Regions from separate parts of the Xenopus laevis genome. Here region 2 is linked to region 1. Evidence: chromatin contacts called from public Hi-C data. All regions are on one chromosome and are shown on one strand. The core of a region is the stretch at or near the end of the contact, and the rest is flanking DNA. Distances in the headings are between cores, read along the strand shown.

Region 1 (5,964 bases), core at 1,433-3,932:
TGCCGAAGTAGGGGGTCGAAGTTTTTTTTAAAGGGCAAGTACTTCGACTATCGAATGGTCGAATAGTCGAACGATTTTTCGTTCGATTCGTTCGATTTCGTTCGAATTCGAACGAATTTAACCAATTCGATGGTCGAAGTACCAAAAAAATACTTCGAAATTCGAAGTATTTTTCATTCGAATCCTTCACTCGAGCTTAGTGAATCAGCCCCTATGTATTTAAACCCTTTATTTGTTCAAAGAGCCGTAACAGAAAGCTTGCAATCAAAATATATGACATTTGACTCCAATGTCTTACCAGTAAACTACTACTAAACCAATAGTATTCTTAGCAGCTTATCAGTTATTTGCAGTACAAACTGAACCAGACAACCTGATACGATCCTGTTTGGCAACTTTCATGGCAATGAATAAGCTTTTTTTTGGTTCTGTTGCAAGAGGTATATATATATATATATATATATATATATATATATATATATACTTCTATAATTACTTCTATATATACTTCTTTATTTATATATGTAAGGGGGAAGGCAGAAAGCTTGTTTGGATTCGGTGTGGGGAGTGGGTTGATCATGGGAGGGAGCACTAGGGTTTGTCCTATTTTCTCTATACAACGTGCGATAGTGTTTTACATTACTCTTATGGTACAAATTCAATGGCAAGCAATGTTATAAATACAGGTATGGGACCTGATATCCAGAATACTCGAGACCAGGGGTTTTCCGGATAAGGATCTTTCCATAATTTGGATCTTCATACTTTTTGCTTCCAATAAGGATTAATTATATCTTAGTTGGGATCAAGTACAAGCTACTGTTTTATTATTACACAGAAAAAGGTAATTATTTATATATATATATATATATATATATATATATATATATATATATATATATATTATTTATTTATTTATTTTTGGATTATTTAGATAAAATGGAGTCTATGGGAGTCTATGGAGTCTATGGGAGACTGCCTTTCCGTAATTCGGAGCTCTCTGGATAGTGGGTTTCTGGATAACGGATCCCATACCTGTACAAATGAATATACACAATAACAAAGATTAAGTGGCACATATTAATATGGACAGGCGGAATTAGGTCCAGGGTTGGACTGAGCCTTTGGGGCCCACTGGGACCGCAATTGAGGGACTCCCTTCCCAGCACCTGTATTATCATCAATATCATTGATCGTATGAGATCCGTTATCCAGAAAACTCGAATTAAGGAAATCCATTCACCCAAAGAATTTATTTCCTTTTTCTCTGTATTAATAAAACAGATCCAAGATAATATATAATTAATCCTTATTGGAAGCAAAACCAGCCTATTGGGATTAATTCATATCTTAATTCTATTAGAAAATCAATAACATGAAATGAACCCAATAGGCTGGTTTCCCTTCCAATAAGGATTAATTATTTCTTAGTTGGGATCAAGTACAAGCGACTGTTTTATTATTACACAGAAAAAGGAAATCATTTTTAAAAAAAATTGGATTATTTGGATAATCTATGGGAGATGGGCTTGCCGTAATTCGGAGCTTTCTGGATAATGGGTTTTTACGTTAACTGATCCCATACCTGTACTAGGGATGCACCAAATCCAGGATTCGGTTCAGGATTCGGCCAAGATTCAGCTTTTTTCAGCAGGATTCGGCCGAATCCTTCTGCCCAGCCGAATCCTTCTGCCCAGCCGAATCCTTCTGCCAAGCCGAATCCTTCTGTCCAGCCGAATCCTTCTGCCCAGCCGAATCCTTCTGCCCAGCCGAATCCTTCTGCCCAGCCGAATCCTTCTGCCCAGCCGAATCCTTCTGCCCAGCCGAACCGAATCTGAATCCTAATTTGCATAGATTTTAGATTCAGCTTTTTTCAGCAGGATTCGGCCGAATCCTTCTGCCCAGCCGAATCCTTCTGCTCAGCCGAACCGAATCTGAATCCTAATTTGCGTATTCAAATTAGGGGTGGGGAGGGAAATCACGTGACTTTTTGTCCCAAAACAAGGAAGTAAAAATGTTTTCCCCTTCCCACACCTTATTTGCATATGCAAATTAGTATTCGGATTCAGTTTGGTATTCAGCCTAATCTTTCTAGAAGGATTCTGGGCTTCGGCCGAATCCAAAATAGTGGATTTGGTGCATCCCAACCTGTACAGAGAAAAAAGAATTTAGAAAAATGTGCATTATTTGATTAAAAGTGAGTCTATGGGAGATGGCCATCCCATAATTCAGAGCTTTCTGGAGAACAGGATTCCGGATAACAGATCCCATACCTGTACTCAGTTTCATCCCACACTCCAAGAATATAAAGGCAATTTAATTTGCTTCTTTTGTAATGAACCCTGATATGTGACTATGATAGGGACCTTAGATTGTAAGCTCCACTGTATATCTGCTATATCATCTCCGCAAAGCTCTGCGGTATATGTCGGCGCTATAAAAATGCAGGATAGCTATTTCACCGCGGGCTATATTTGTACTACAAATGTATATACAGCTTTTTTATTTGTTGATGGTACTAACCCATCAATAATTATGCGGTCTTTATTCACACCCACTGAAACCGCCTAATCCCCAACCAGCAGGATTTTCTCGTTTCTGCAACTTTAAAATAGTGAGCTCCGTGATGAAATGCGATTCCAGGTCAAGCAGAGCTGCCAGAGAGTGGGAAAAAAAAATCAGTGTTCAAGGAGGAGCGAGGGAGGGAGGCAGGACTGGGGCTGAACTCACACAAAGGCACCAGAGTTACCAGCAAGAGACACACAAGGAGAGTGAGAGCAAAGGCAAGGAATTGGGGTGCAAGGAATTGGGGTGCAAGGAATTGGGGTGCAAGGAATTGGGGTGTAAGGAATTGGGGTGTAAGGAATTGGGGTGCAAGAGATGCCCAGCGTATTTGGCACCATGTGTGGGGGCAGAAAGAAGAAGAAGAAGTACAAGCCAGAACCCGAAGTTTTGGAGCAAGAAGTGCTGCCCGTCAAGAGCCAAGGACTCAAAACCTTCAAAAAAATGGGTAGGTCCCGACGTGTGTAGGGGCTGCGAGATTTGGGAGTGGGTATCGTTTTCAGAGGGTGTCGGTGGGTGTCACTGAGGCAGAATGGGGGGAATGGTCCTGCAAGAACACATGCAAAACAGTTATGGGAGCTGATGCTGAATACAGTGCCGCACCGTGATTGGCTGCTTCTAATTGGGGTCTAATAATATAAACAGATTCCTGGTAGACATTAGCCAATAGGTGACAGCCTACAAAATGTTTTCAAATACTGCAATAAGGCATAGGCATTGAGATTGTAAGCTCTATGGGGCAGGGAGAATCTTCCTCTTAAAACTTTATGCTGTATTGACATTTACTTATATTTTATTATTACCTTGATCCCCGACTTTTCCATTAACTTATTGTCTTGATGTTAAAATGTACATGCACAGTCATGGGGACATTATAATGCAGTTTGGCATACTATTGTAAAGCTCTGCCGAGCTTGCTGGCACTATGGTGAGAAACTGATTTGTTAGGTGATCATGGTCCTATAATAAAGCTCATTTAAGTGTTTATTTAGTTGCAGGATGAAATCACAGCATGCCCCATGTCTATGTTTTAATAGTATAAATATTGTCTGGATAAGCAGCCACGTGCACAACCATTGCTTTCCATGGAATCATATGTTGCAGGTGTGTACGTTGCTGTGCCGAGTGATGGAGGAGCCACTGGACACATCGAAAATAAAAAAAAAACATCAAAACCTGCACCCTAATCTTCTGACTGGGGTGTCAATGCAGACAAAGGAGTCTTATAATCAATAGGAGTCAATTGTTTCTGCCAGATGAAGCATTTCAAGGAAAGGATAGGGACTCTTTCCCCATTTGTATGTAGATCAGAATGAGTCTTGAAAAGGAAACAGTTTCACTCCTTTAATTCTATTTTCATACAAGACTAAGGTCAGAGACACACACTTAGATTCGGGGAGATTAGTCGCCCAGTGACAAATCTCCACTTCTTTAGGGCGAATAATCTCCCCGAACTGCCTCCCGCCGGCTAGAATCGAAATCGCTGGCAGGATGGCACTCGGATCCCTCCGTTTTCTAATGTCGCCCGAAGTTGCCTCACGAGGAAACTTTGGGCAACTTCGGAAAACGAAGCGGTCTGAGTGCCACCCCGCCGGCGATTTAGTCTTCGGGGCGGCTAATCTCCCTGAACTGCCTCCCACCGGCTAGAATCTACTGTAAATCACCGGCGGGATGGCACTTGGAGCAATCCATTTTCTAGAGTCGCCTGAAGTTGCCTCACGAGGAAACTTCAGACGACTTTGGAAAACGAAGTGGACTTATCTACCCGAACAGCCTCCCGATTTAGTCGCCTGGCAATAAATCGCCTCTTCTTCGGGCCAACTAATCTCCCCGAACTGCCTCCCACCGGCTAGAATCTAAATTGCTGGCGTGATGGCATTTGGAGCACTCCATTATATGAAGTTGCCTCATGAGGAAACTTCGGGCGACTTCTGAAAACAAAGTGGTCTGAGTGCCACCCCACCGGCAATTTAGATTCTAGCTGGAGGGAGGCAGTTCAGGGAGATTAGTTGGCCCGAAGAAGAGGCGATTTATTTCTGGGTGATTAAAACTCCCCGAATCTGAGCGTGTGTCTCTGCCCTAAAGCTTACACACGGGCAGATTAAAGCTTGCAATATTGGTCCTTTAGACTGATTTGGCATCTTATCTGCCCATGTAGGGGGCACTCTGAGGGGTCTCTCCAAACGATATCAGGCCAAAAATCGGCCATATTGAATTTTTTTTCGGTCCTCCCGTCAGCTCCGATTACCTTCTTATAATCAGATCGATTGGCCCTAGGGCCAAATGATCAGATTAACCTGATGTTGCCCTGCCTTTGGTGGGCATATAGTGTTAAGATCCGCTCGATCCGATATAGATCCGATACATATATATATATATATATATATATATATATATATATATATATATATATATATATATATATATATATACACATAACAGGATGGCTGTGTTATATACCTTTTGTTGGTAGTTAAGGGAAACTAAACCAAATGTTGTATTGTATTGAATTAGTTTGATCAACCAAATGTTGGTCTATAAAGAGAGAGGCTAATATCTGAGACTCCAGCTGCTGGAGGATGTTATTGTATAAGTATATATCCATGTAAATTGTAGATTAATATGACCATTCCTATTATATATCACCAATGTGGTTCATCAGCTGACACTAAGCCAATGACTGTGGCTATTTTCTATTGTTTGGCCGTGCCACGTCTGCCATAACTGTGAGTCACATGGTCAGTGATGTAATACATGCAGTGACAGATGGACATGTCATTGGCGCTATTACATAATAATGGCAGCCTATTGGATAAAATATAAACATTATTTCTTTAGTACAGTAATAAGATTTGATTTTCACATTACACCAACCAGGAGAAATCCCAAATGTAGAACTGTAAAGCTAAATACGCATTCCGGTTTTTTTTAAATTAAATTTCTAACGTGCGGTAAAATTAGATTGTAAGTTCTTGGGGACAGGGATTTACTGAAGCAAAACCCGCACAGAGAACAAGTGTTGAGCGTTTTGACCACAACTGTAAATTGCATTAACGGCATGTAATATATTTTATTATGGTGCTCCTTTGTATAATAGAAGCATTAGGTTGCTGTATAAAACATTCTTCTTGCAGGGCTTTCCCCTGATTCCGTAAAGGTGTTTTCAACTCTGCTTGCAGATATAACTTTGTCCTATAAAGCACTGCACCTATATTCATCCAAAGGAATTGTTGAGGGTAGTGTGCCTTTTAAAGGGGAAGTTCACTCAATAGTACCTTTCAGAATATTATAAACAGACCCATTCAAAGCATCACTTCGTGATCTTGTGTTATGATGATATTTTTATTTTACTATATAGCCTTCCTATTCTGCCTTTTTCCAGCCTGCCTCTAAAACATCTGT
Region 2 (6,178 bases), core at 522-3,021, 39 kb after region 1:
TGAGGGCAGCCATTCAAGCACAGGATACACAGTAGAGAACAGATAAGTACTACTATAGTTTATATAAACAAGCTGCTGTGTAGCCATGGGGGCAGCCATTCAAGCACAGGATACACAGTAGAGAACAGATAAGTACTACTATAGTTTATATAAACAAGCTGCTGTGTAGCCATGGGGGCAGCCATTCAAGCACAGGATACACAGTAGAGAACAGATAAGTACTACTATAGTTTATATAAACAAGCTGATGTGTAGCCATGGGGGCAGCCATTCAAGCACAGGATACACAGTAGATAACAGATAAGTACTACTATAGTTTATATAAACAAGCTGATGTGTGGCCATGGGGGCAGCCATTCAAGCACAGGATACACAGTAGATAACAGATAAGTACTACTATAGTTTATATAAACAAGCTGATGTGTAGCCATGGGGGCAGCCATTCAAACACAGGATACACATAGCACATAACAGATAAACCCTCTAGAATACAGTGGTGTTTTATCTGTTATATGCTGTGTATCCTGTATCTTTTCTCCAGCATGAATGGCTGCCTCCATTGTTACACATCAGCTTGCCCATCTAAGGGTGCGACTCACCTTCTCAGACCCCATGCTGGGACATTTCCAATTATACAGGTAATACTGCAGATTTCCATCCCCAATACCAAACTTTAGCTTCTCCAAAAAGGTTTTGTTCTCCATGAGGTCAAGGGCATTAAACACATCAAACCCTTTCTGTAAAAGAAATTAAAAAAAAACAAAACACACACCAGGGTTTATATTAGGGATGAACTGACTCCACTAAACCCCTGAATCCTTCGCAAGAGATTCAGCCGAATACCGAAACCTAATTTGCATATACAAATTAGAGGTGGGAAAGCATTTTATCCTTCCTTATTTTGTGACAGAAAGTCACGTGATTTCCCTCCCCGCCCCTAATTTGCAAATTCGGATTCGGTTCGGCCGGGCAGAAGGATTCAGCCAAATCCAAATCCTGCTGAAAAAGGCCAAATCCCTAGTTTAGATGCCAATCCCTAGATTGATTCATTATCTGGGACCAGGGCAGCCATCAGGGGGGGACAGGGGGGAGAGTTGTAGGGGGCCCGAGGATAAGGGGGGCCCGGCCAGGCCACACTTACTTGATTAACCGGGCCCCCCACCTTTCTGAGAGCTGCTGACTTCGGGAAGGCATGGACATTTAAGGGGCCCCGGCCACCAATTTTCTTATAATGTGTGGGGGGGGGGGGCCTGGTCACCAATTTTGGCCAAAAATTTTTTTTTCTCATGTGGGGTCCTAGCCACCAATATTTTTTAATGGGGGGGGCTGGCCACTAATGTTTTTTTTTTTATAGGGGGCCCTCACCACAAATATCTTTTTATTAACATGTGGGAACCCTAGCCACCAATATTTGGTGGTGGGGGGCGGACCTGTCGGGTGGGGAGGGCGGACCTGTAGGTGGGGCTCGCGGTGGGCGCAGCCCAGGGGGCCCAGGAAATTTTGTCTTATAGGGCCCTGTGATTTCTAATGGCGGTCCTGTCTGGGACCATTAGTGGGACACTCACAGATTTAGCCAGAATCAGTGCATCATTCATGAGGTCCAACAGAGGAGTCTTGGTGTGAACGTTGTAGAAGGAGTAGGCGGCTTTCAGGCTCTGGTGCGTGGGGTGGTTCATGATGGTGGAGGGGAGAGTGTAGAAGCTCAGTAAGTCCGTCAGCTCGCCCTCTGGTGTCTGTAAGAGGGTAAAACATCAATGCATTCATTCTGTGGCACACACATTTGGCATTTCCAGGGGATGAGAGTCCATACCTCCACTACGTATGTGTCGATGATGTTCTCCTGGGGGAGCAGCCAGTGCCGGACCTCCTCCTCGTCCATGGCGGGGGCCAGGTTAAACTGCGAGAGGTATTGAGACACAAGCTTGTGCACAGCCGGGATGTGCCGGACTTCCATGGGCTTTAGGCCACTTGTTTTAGGAGTCTACAAGGCAAAGGGCACAATTCTTCCATTAGTCTTGGCCCTTGGGTCTCATACAAACAGGCTCCTCCCATTTACCCATTATTCTATTTGAATGTGCCTTATTACAGCAGCTTATTTGTTTAAAGGGATTCTGTCATGGTTTTTATTTCTAAATTACAGTTTCCACTGCAAATAATTCACTCTACAATATAAAATGTCATTCCTGAACCAGCAAGTGTATTTAGTTGTAATATTGGTGTGTAGGTGCATCTCGGGTCATTTTGCCTGTCATGTGCTTTCAGAAAGAGCCAGCACTTTAGGATGGAACTGCTTTCTGGCAGGCTGTTGTTTCTCCTACTCAATGTAACTGAATGTGTCTCAGTGGGACCTGGATTTTACTATTGAGTGTTGTTCTTAGATCTACCAGGCAGCTGTTATCTTGTGTTAGGGAGCTGTTATCTGGTTACCTTCCCATTGTTCTGTTGTTAGGCTGCTGGGGGGTGATATTGCTCCAACGTGCAGTAAACAGTGACTGAAGTTTATCAGAGCACAAGTCACATGACCGGGGGCAGCTGGGAAACAGACAATATGTCCAGCCCCATGTCAGATTTCAAAATTAAATAATTGCTCTTTTGAGAAACGGATTTCAGTGCAGAATTCTGCTGGAGCAGCACTATTAACTGATGTGTTTTGAAAAGAAAACATGTTTTTCCATGACAGTATCCCTTTAAAGGAAAGGCTAAAACTAAGTGAGCTTTATCAGAAAGGTCTATATAAATACACCAATAAACCCTCAAAGTAATGCTGCTCTGAGTCCTCTGTCAAAAGAAACAGCACATTTCTTTCCTTCTATTGTGTACTCATGGGCTTCTGTATCAGACTAACTGTTTTCTGCTTAAACCTCCAGGGCTAGGGCTTGCGCATGCTCAGTTTGCTCCTAGTCACTCTCCTCCCCTCCCTGCTGTAATCTGAGCCCAGAGCTATGAGTGAGCAGGGAGAGACTCAGGCAGGAAGTCATGTCCCACCAAGCTAATACTGCAGCTGCTATCCTAAGCAGAGAGAGCTTCTAGAGCGGTTTACTCAGGTATGGTAAAGCATTCTGCAGAATAAATATAGTGTCCTAGTTTGCATTATTGTGGTTAATCTATTGGCAATAAACTGCTTTGGTAGCTTTTGCGACACTGTTTTTACACAGGTTCTAGGGCACCAACCTCAGGCAGCCGGTACAACTTCATGGTTCTTTGCATGGTCATGTTACGGCTGAGATGAGAGAATTTCACCTCGATCAGCTTGCGTGGGTTAAGCGATCTGTGCCAGTACCTGCAATACAGTCACACGAGTAAAGAAAAGGGGGCAATGATCAGTAGAATCAGGGGCAGAAGGGCGAGAATAGAGAGATCTAAGGTATCGTCCTGAACGCATTGATTGCTATACAGTCAGATGTTGGACAGCAACCGAGAACTGGAGAAGAAATAGGCAAAAAACGCCCTTCAAAGATAACGTTCGCTATATACTGATTGAGAAGAAAAGCAGTACCTGCAGGTAGCCACAGGTTTGGGCAGTACCACTCCCGCTGTGTAGACGGCCTGGAAGATTCCCTCGAGGTTGACGCGGCGCGTGATTTCACGGATCAGAACAGGCGCCACCCTCTTAGAGCGCAGTTTCTTGTGGACACAGAGGAAGTTGATCTCTACCATTTTTTTGGTTCTAGTTAAGGATTAAAACATCGTATTACCGCAAACTGCCAGTGCCGCTCTTACACCAAAACTCTGCGCAGTTCCCAGAAAGCGCAATATTTTGTGAAGGATCTCAAGAAGGAGGCTACCGTTATTGAGTGAAAAGTGGTCTGTGGGAATACCACTAAAAAGTTGCATTTAAAGGGGAACTATTGTGAACATTTAATATAGGCTTCATCACACTGAAATAAGAAACTTTCTAAATACAATCAATTAAATATTCTGCACTGTTTCTGAAATAATGAAGTTTATCTTCACTATTCCTCTCTCAGCATCTGTTTCTCTCTTCATTCTCTCTTCATTCAGGAGTTGGGTGTCAGATATTCACTGACAGTTAGATCCAATATATCTTATAGGGGGGCTCCTTTTGCCTAGAAGATGTATTAGAGCTCACTCTATTAAACTCACCAGTCATCATGTCTCTCTACATGCAGGATTTGTGCAAAAGGCAGTTATTTTGTTAGATTTTGTTTGTACTGGAATCAGTTATGTGAGTGAGGGCTCCTTTTGCCTAGAAGATGTATTAGGGCTCACTCTATTAAAATCACCAAAACCCCTGTCTCAAGCTGTAATACTGAACCGCATTATTGACTGGTCGCACCATATTGAGGCCAAAATATGGGTCAAATTAGAACAACAGGACACCAGCACTTATCTAATACACCTCCCCTGGATAGACAACGTTCACAGAAGACTCTTATACAAGGACCACCCCACGATAACATATACACTAAAAATATGGGACAAGCTGAAAAGAACAGTTAATAGTGCTGCTCCAGCAGAATTCTGCACTGAAATCCATTTCTCAAAAGAGCAAACAGATTTTTTTATATTCAATTTTGAAATCTGACATGGGGCTAGACATTTTGTCAATTTCCCAGCTGCCCCAAGTCATGTGACTTGTGCTCTGATAAACTTCAATCACTCTTTACTGCAAGTTGGAGTGATATCACCCCCTCCCTTTTCCCCCCCAGCAGCCAAACAAAAGAACAATGGGAAGGTAACCAGATAACAGCTCCCTAACACAAGATAACAGCTGCCTGGTAGATCCAAGAACAACACTCAATAGTAAAATCCAGGTCTCACTGAGACACATTCAGTTACATTGAGAAGCTAAAACAGCAGCCTGCCAGAAAGCATTTCTCTCCTAAAGTGCAGGCACGAGTCACATGACATGGGGCAGCTGGGAAACTGACAATATGTCTAGCCCCATGTCAGATTTCAAAATTGAATATAAAAAGAACTGTTTGCTCTTTTGAGAAATGGATTTCAGTGCAGAATTCTGCTGGAGTAGCACTATTAACTGATGCGTTTTGAAAAAAACATGTTTTCCGATGACAGGATCCCTTTAAATTCTCACCAACTGGTACAGGACTCCTGTAAAATTGAAGCGCCTATACCTCTGACTTGTGCTGGAGATGCCTCAAAGACAAAGGCACAATGCTACACATTTTCTGGGATTGCCCCATGATAAAAACATACTGGGACCGCATAATTGACTTATCTGAAGAAATCTTAAACAATACACTTGATAGACAGCCTGCCTACTACCTGTTGCTCCACATGGAGAAGCCTATCTCAACGTTTAAGCATTCCATAGAGCCATTTCTTTTCAATGCAGCAAAGTATCTTATTCCTCTGCACTGGAAATCCAGGCAGATACCAACAGTGAAAGATTTGTTTGCCAAAATAGAAGAGTTGTATATTTTTGAGGAGCTCTCGGTGAGCACAGAGGAGCAAAACAAACTTCATGGCTTTCTGGTGGAGATGGCTATCCTTCAAAGAAACAGAGAGTTATAAAGCTCATAACAATCTCCTAACCCCCCCCTTTTTTTTCCTCCCTTTGTTCCTTTTCTCACCTTTACCTCTATTTCTTGATCCTGCTCCCCTCTCCCCTACAATCTCTGGGATAACCCCAGACGCCATTTGGCGAATATTTGTTATAGAGTTTACTATGTTGGGATATCTGTACAGAACATTAGCACTGAATATGTGAATGTACTTTACCCACTGTACCACATTTGATTTTTCAATAAAAATTATCATATTAAAAAAAACCCTGTCTCTCTACATGCAGAATTTGTGCAAAAGGCAGTTATTTTGTTAGATTTTGTTTGTACTGGAATCAGTTATTGAGTGAGCTCTAATTCATCTGCTAGGAAAGGAGCCCCCCTATAAGATATATTGGATCATTCATCTTTTGCCTAGAAGATGTATTAGATCTCACTCTATTAAAATCACCAGACATCATGTCTCTCTACATGCAGGATTTGTGCAAAAGGCAGTTATTTTGTTTGTACTGGAATCAGTTATTTGAGTGAGCTCTAATTCATCTGCTAGGAAAGGAAGCCCCCCTATAAGATATATTGGATCATTCATCTTTTACCTAGAAGATGTATTAGATCTCACTCTATTAAAATCACCAGACATCATGTCTCTCTACATGCAGGATTTGTGCAAAAGGCAGTTATTTTGTTACAGG

Evidence for each region. A called contact is a pair of places that touch in the nucleus more often than the background predicts.
Region 2: a Hi-C map of the XL177 cell line shows a contact between it and region 1, with 4 times the contacts expected there. The contact joins the enhancer-like site here to the promoter of plcd3.S in region 1. A contact is called at or near these places in 2 of 4 Hi-C or Micro-C datasets (the XL177 cell line and the XTC cell line).

What each region holds. Positions count from the first base shown.
Region 1 is chr9_10S:5,574,324-5,580,287 of Xenopus_laevis_v10.1, forward strand. It overlaps plcd3.S (1-phosphatidylinositol 4,5-bisphosphate phosphodiesterase delta-3), which reads left to right and starts at 2,683. Exons shown (of 15, transcript XM_041578601.1): 1 at 2,683-3,010. The coding sequence starts at 2,881.
Region 2 is chr9_10S:5,613,745-5,619,922 of Xenopus_laevis_v10.1, forward strand. It overlaps LOC108702554 (glycylpeptide N-tetradecanoyltransferase 1), which reads right to left. Exons shown (of 12, transcript XM_041578888.1): 7 at 3,497-3,667; 8 at 3,172-3,280; 9 at 1,811-1,981; 10 at 1,566-1,733; 11 at 600-737. Among protein-coding and RNA genes, the nearest start is that of cdc27.S, 11 kb to the right of the region's middle. Within about 2 kb of position 1,772, at least 1 of the 7 cell types and tissues checked has an H3K27ac peak or open chromatin away from gene starts, as enhancers often do.